Linked DNA regions of Mus musculus: region 2 is linked to region 1. The links are chromatin contacts, called in public promoter capture Hi-C maps. All regions are on one chromosome and are shown on one strand. Each heading gives the region's core, a stretch centred on a gene start, on an enhancer-like site or on the middle of the called end of the contact. The rest is flanking DNA. Distances are from core to core; before and after follow the strand shown.

Region 1 (3,385 bases), core at 324-2,823:
ATGGAATCCCGACTGCACATTCTGTCTGTGCGGCCAGTTGCTGGGTGACAAAGACCTCCTCAGATCCCCTTCGCCCCTAAACCACTTCCACTTTGACTGTTCACTTTGACTGTCTCCTACACCAACCCTGGCTCTCTTCTGAATGGCAGCTCTCAAGTCTGAGGTGCTCCCTCCCTTCCTCATGCTTATGAGGGGAGTCAGGCTACGTCAGATTCCAAGTAGGCCAGTGTCACATTAGAATGTGTTGAGCTGAAGACATTGAAGCGAAAGCAGCCTCCACCCTCCTGGTCTTCCTAATGAAGCCCACAGATTTCCCTTCCATCCTGCACTCAGGGAAGAGGTGTCAGCAGGCACGGTTCCGAGACAAGTCTGCACAAATAAACCTGGAGACAATGACCCTTGACTTCTACTAACTCTCCAAACATTCTAATCATTTTGCATTCATTTATTGGGACCCTAAAGCCCCAGCCTCTTGTCTTGGCTCTCTTGGCTCTCCACACTACACATAAACGGTACTGTGCACACTACACATAAACGGTACCGTGTATATGCCCTGGAGTTGACTCCTGTGGACACGCTGCCTCTTTTTTTTCTGAGACACAATGCATGTGAAATTTAAAACGCTGGTAGAGATTACACGCTCCCCCACCCCCTTCCCATCAACTTGTCTTTTATCAGTTTAATTTCCTTATACCTATAAACTATGGGCTGGGCACCGTTGTGACTAAAGGCCAGTAGTGGGGGAGGAGACGAGGTTTATGCAGGCACTTTTGCCTGCCACTTGTGTTATTATTTAAAAATTATGTTCTGCCCATTAAGTGCCCAGGAAACCCAAGGGTAACTGAGCCTTCCCTGTCTTTTCAAAACTCTCGTGTTGCATGTCAAATAAGGAGCAACTCAAATCCAGGTTCCTGGCAGGCGGGGTATTACAGCTCAGGGACCGGCCTCCCTCACGGGCCACCTGTGGCACCCAGCCCCGATACTAGGCAGTCGTGGCTGACGATATGCTTTGCATAAGTAGGCCATCCTGGCTCCATTCCACCTGGGCTGAGGTGCCTGCTCTCCCCTGCCCAGGTCTTGGAGAAGGAACCTGAGGATAAATCCTGAAACTTGTTTGTGAGTCCAGGGGCAAGGAAGGGAGAGGAAGGCAGCTTGTTTCCGGAGTGAGGAGGGCAGTCCAGATCAAGACTAGACTTTGAAAGAGACTTTTCAGGTTTACCAACCCAGACGAGTCCAAGTTGGAAGAAAAAAAAAAGGGCTTAAAGCGTACCCATAAAAGAATTAACATTCTTGCTGCACCGCAGGGAGCCCACGGCTCTGCTAGGCTCTCTTAACTACTCTCCTTACTTCTCTCACAACAGCGGGTTATTTGGTCCCCTTTAGCCCTGCTCACCTGAAAGGCTTCATTGCTGCGGCCCAGGTCGCTGGGGGCTGTTGGCCTCAGCTCCAGGCTCATCTTGCTCTCACTGGGCTCGGAATTCTTTCCCGGGTCTGCCCTGGACATCCTCTGCTCAGAGACAGAGAGAGAGCAAGCACCACCTCTGCTATGTCAGAGGGCCACCTGCTGCTACCTCAGTTTGGAAACCTTTCCAATAACCTTTTAAATGACTTGGGCTGGAACCTGGTTGAGGTGGAGCAGGAGGGGCGGGCAGAAGGGCGGGGTGAGGCCTCTTTTTGAGCACGCCCACCCCATTCCTCTTTCCAGGGATGCTCAGCATAGATTTCTCATCACAAACGGGAACCCGCCGTTTTCTCTGTAGTCCTTTGCAAAATCGCCTACTTCCTGTGGACGGTGTTGGGGGCTAGGCAGGTGTTGCTGCATCTACGCCAGACATGTGGAAGATACAGTATGCATGACTTCGTATTCCGCCTGGGGAAACTTGAGATACGGGGAAAGACAATAAAAGGATGAGAATCAGGTGCAGGTCTGGCCTGCAGAGCTTTTCACTGCCCCCCCCCCCACTTTACCCCGAGGATCTCCAAACCCCAAGAACAGAATTGCAGAGATGGGCTGGCCACGCGTGGAAGGAGACTGTTCACTCCCTTATGTATACTTCTTAGTATTTTAAATGAACCACACACTCACTGTATAGCTCCTTCTTCGTCTTGTTCTCCTCACTCCTCCTCCTCCTCACTCTTCCTCTTCCTCTTCCTCCTCCTCCTCCTCCTCCTCCTCCTCCTCCTCCTCCTCCTCCTCCTCCTTCTTCTTCTTGTTCTTCTTCTTCTTCTCCTTCTTCATTATGGTCATGTAGCTTCTCATTAGTGAAGAACTAGAATGATAAAGTTTGATACTGGGAGACAATAGACATGAAAGTAGGGGAACCCCTCTTCCTACAGGCCTTATCTGGGTGATGATTTTATGAATAGTTGCTAAAGTGACCATTGTTTTTTGCTGATTTCTTAATGAAGCTCATGGCCTTTATTTTCACTACTAGACCCCGGATAACACAGACTTATCAGAACCTATCGTGTGGGTTCAAATAGGGTTTACCCTGTTCCAAGTCATCAAACTACAACATACAAGCTTAATCCAACCCACTACCCATTTTTATATGGCTTGAGTGTGTTTTAGGTTATTGGATAAATTAAAAAAAAATAAAGGGAAGAATACTTCATTTTTAAAAAAACATTAAATTAATGTTTTCAGACCGTAATACAAAAGTGATGGGCTTTACCATGGCATCTTCATATGCATTTGTCCTAGCGTGTTCTGGTTGATTCCCCTCCCCCACAGCCTCGTTGCCCTCCCACCTCCAGCTGATTCTCATTCTTCCTCCTCCAGTTAGCTTTCCCTTGTACTTTCTATTGCACACAGGGAAGGATATTTTCTGTCACATGAAAGTCACATGAAATTCCAATTTAAGGCTGGGTGTGGCAATGGCGCGCTCAGAGGCAGAGACAGGGCTGCAACAAGCTTGAGACCAGCGTGGTCTAGATGGTGAGTCTCAGCTAGCCAGGGCCAATGATAAGACTCTGACTTAGGAAAAAAAAAAATCAGGTTGGGAAGCAAGCCTGAAGGCCCAAGTTTTGTGTTGAGAATGGTGGAAGGAGAGAATCAACCCCTGACCTTTGGCACTGTAGCACTAGGATACCCCCACACACACATGTAATGATGAAGTCTTTTTTAATGTCAAATTCTAGTGTCGGAAATAATTCGACTGTTATACAAGCATGCCCGTTTGCTTATGCATTGCTTCTGGTTGCTTTACTGTAATTACAGAAACTTGACTGACAGCTCACATTCTTGCAGCTGCCAGTAAATGCTACAGTCTTGGAGCTAGCAACAGACCCTGCTTCAATCCCCAGCCTGGGACAGTAAGCCATAACCCAGTGTGTTTTCTACCCATTGGCTAAAGATACAGTACGTGGTTATTTTTGAGCCTAT
Region 2 (3,354 bases), core at 471-2,970, 680 kb after region 1:
GTTGTGTTCCCCCAACACCAGGCCACCCTGACACCAGCGCTCTTCCTCGCCCACACAATGCCCTCCTAGGACGCCACCTACCCTGCCAGCTGGCCAAGGCTTGTGGATTTCATTATCCCCTGAGTATGATTCCCTCTCATGTGCACCTTGTTGTTGGTCGTTTTCATCTGTAGACAGTATCGAACTCCCTTCCTGTTGCCAACCCTGCCACCACTGATCTATGGCATCCTAAATACATGCCAGTCTCCACAGTCTGGGGCCAGTGAGGAGACAGAGTGCTGCTACTCGCAGGATCTTGGCTTACATGTCCCAGTTAAAAGCCAAGAAAAACCAGAAAAAAAAAAAAAGTCAGTCTCAACTAACACAAAATCGCCCCTCAAATGAGGCGCAATTGTCACCTGCATCTCATAAGGGAGGTGTGTGCTAGGTGATTCTCACAAGAAAAGAAAAGAAAAAAAGAACAGATTCTCCATGCCCCTGTCCTTGTAAAGAGCCTCTAAAGGCCCCCCATGGAGACCCAACCCCCCCCACCAACTCATCCTCTGCCTCACTACTAACTGCAGTTCCAGTCTGCTGCTCTTTGAGAGAGAACACACAGGAGTTCCAATCCCAGCAACCACATGGTGGCTCCTTGGTATTGGTGTTGGTATTTTCATTGAGTAATAATGGGTATTGTGAATGCACAGGAAGGAAGGGGGCAGAATAGACAGACATTTCTCTTCCCCCCAAGGTGGTGCTACGGGCAGCCATTTGCTGCTGCTCCAGAGCTGCCCACTGCGATGGAAACAATGCTTAGTTCTATGTTTTGGGGGTTTGCTTTTTAAAAAATATATAAATCCAACTCTAGATCTACAGACCCCTCAGCCAGGCATGGGGTGGCACATGCCTTTAATCCCACAATTTGAGAGGCAGAGGCTGGTGGATCTCTGTGAGTTTGAGGCCAGCCTGGTCTACAGAGTGAGTTCCAAGCTAACCAGAGAGAGAAACCCTGTCTGAAAGGAAGGAAGGAAGGAAGGAAGGAAGGAAGGGAGGGAGGGAGGGAGGGAGGGAGGGAGGGAGGGAGGGAGGGAGGGAGGGAGGGAGAGAGGGGGAGAGGGAGAGGGAGGGGGAGAGGGAGAGGGAGGGGGAGGGGGAGAGGGAGAGGGAGGGAGGGAGGGAGAGAGAGAGAGAGAGAGAGAGAGAGAGAGAGAGAGAGAGAGAGAGAGAGAAAGAATATCTTTCTGATTTGAAGTCGGGAAAACACTTAGATGCACAGTCGTTTCAGCTTGTGTGTATCTTGTATGTAGGCTAGGTTATGTACCTAGCTAAGGTGCATACCATCTAAAACCTTTGCTTTAATAACCAGACCCCTCTGCTGACCAGCCACACCAGATCGCTCTTCTTTACCCACTGTCTACCTCATTCTCTTTTGTCTTCAGGATTAATCAGTGAAAGAGAACATTGCCAGAGGCCTGAGGAGGAAGGGTGGGAGAAGGGAGTGTGTCTTGGCTCTCTCTGTTCGGCAGGACCAAGGTTAACCTAGACTTGGATTTGGTATTGGGTCCATTTTTTTTGTTTTGTTTTGTTACTTTTTTTTAGTAAGAAAGTATACATTCCAACAGGAATCTGCTACCTCAGCAAAAAGCTGCTTATCTCCCGCAGCTGCCACAGCTGCCTGCCAAGCTTCAGGGGCTCGGGGTCAGTGATTACCATCTCGGTTCTGACACATTGACATCAGCAACAAGCTAACCTTGAAGCCAGAGCTGAGTCACTCCTAACAGATGTTAATTGGATCGCTCTGTCTGACCCCTCCTGGGGTCTGGCTTTTGTCTTCATCACTGTATTAAGCCAGTGAGAGCCTTCCTGAAGCTCTGAAATGCTCTGCTAAGACTGATCGATCCTGTATCTAAAATTGAGCAGATAACCCAAGTGTATTTTGGTAAACTTTTAACCCACTTCCCAAGGCATTTGTCTGTCCACCAAGTAAGAAACCAGAAATGCATGCTTCTTATCTCATAGAGAGCTCTCCTTTGCTTCCCATGAATAATTACTGCTTTAGAAGCAATGTAACACACTCTGTCCATTTTGCATTTATGTTAGCTGGCTTCTGAAAGAATGAGGACCATTGTAATTGGAAAAGAAAAATAGTGACACTCCCTCTCTTAGGAAATTTAGGACTGGGAGAGTTTGGAAGACAAAACAAGATATGGAAAAAAAAGAGTTAAAAAAAAACCTGATATATTTAAATAGACAAATGACCCCAAAAAGACATCCCCCCCCCCAGGCAGATATGCAACGGTTGACTTATGCATGAGGTAATGTTCTGTGCGATGTGATTTCATCTTACCTGGTCAGAATGTCTCCAGTGGGAATAAACATTGTCAGGTCCTGGAGAGAATATGGATACGGAGAAAAGAAAACTACACTACACTGTTGGCAGGAACATAAATTAATCCTCCCTTTGCAGAGAACACTGTAGAAAATCCCAACGAAATTGAAAATAGACTTACCTGGCCTATCAACCTCCTTGCTGGTTATTTATTCGAAAGAAAAGAAACTGGTGTTTCAAAAGGACCCCTGTTACAACTGTTTCCTGCAGACCTGAGAAATGGAATCAACTAAGACTTCTCCTGGGACAGCAGAATACTACACAGTTGTTAAAAAGGGAACGATCCTGTCAATTCAACATCCGGGTGGAACTGTTTAACCTATGTTGAAGGAAATGAGTCATGGACAGAAGCAAACACCACATGATTTCACTCTCATATGGAAACTGAGACAATCAAGTTGATACAGCCAGAGAGTCAACAGTGGAGTCTAGAAGCCAAGAAAGGGAGAGGCTGTTCAATGTGAACACAGTCACGGCCCACTTGAAAGAGTCCACACCAGCCTTCTGTTGCTCAGGCTGTGATTTAGATTGACACAGGTGGATTGAGTGACCCAAAATTACTAGAGGAGAGGGTCTGGGGGTGCACTCATCACATGGAAGTGATAAAGACTTGGAATGTTGGGTAACCTGTTGTGCGTTGATCAACACACAACCTATGAGTGTGATAGAGCACCAGGCCACCGCCTGTGAAGATGCCCCATGAAGTCCATTAATGCTCTAACTTAGAGCTACAGATATGGAAGCCATTGATGAAAGCCACTATCCTGTGCAGTGCTGTACTGAGAAGATCGAGGCTCAGTGGTCAGGTGGGGCTGGACTCAAAGCCCTGACACCCAGCTTGGGAGTACGTGACGACCAAGTTATTAGACAGAGCTGAAGATGACCGTTCTGAGTTCAATGAGGCCCGGACTCCTTGGTCAGAACAACTCCAAATAGAGCTATTCCTTCAGGCAGACAGACAGATCCCAGAGTTACACTGACCTGCA

The links. Promoter capture Hi-C pulls out the DNA fragments that hold promoters and counts their contacts.
Region 2: a promoter capture Hi-C map of epiblast stem cells shows a contact between it and region 1, with 5 times the contacts expected there. The contact joins the enhancer-like site here to the promoter of Slc28a3 in region 1. A contact is called at or near these places in 15 of 39 promoter capture datasets (the 3T3-L1 cell line, the C10 cell line, the HPC-7 cell line and 9 more), 1 of 115 datasets of contacts at active chromatin or transcription factors (embryonic stem cells) and 2 of 9 other capture datasets (adipose tissue and liver).

Annotation. Positions count from the first base shown.
Region 1 is chr13:58,609,304-58,612,688 of GRCm38.p6, forward strand. It overlaps Slc28a3 (solute carrier family 28 (sodium-coupled nucleoside transporter), member 3), which reads right to left and starts at 1,574. Exons shown (of 18, transcript NM_022317.3): 1 at 1,394-1,574. The coding sequence starts at 1,504.
Region 2 is chr13:59,291,396-59,294,749 of GRCm38.p6, forward strand. No RefSeq gene overlaps it. Among named protein-coding and RNA genes, the nearest start is that of Gm34672, 37 kb to the left of the region's middle. Within about 2 kb of position 1,721, at least 17 of the 459 cell types and tissues checked have an H3K27ac peak or open chromatin away from gene starts, as enhancers often do. A contact at or near this core is called in epiblast stem cells and stem cell-derived epiblast-like cells, where this site is marked.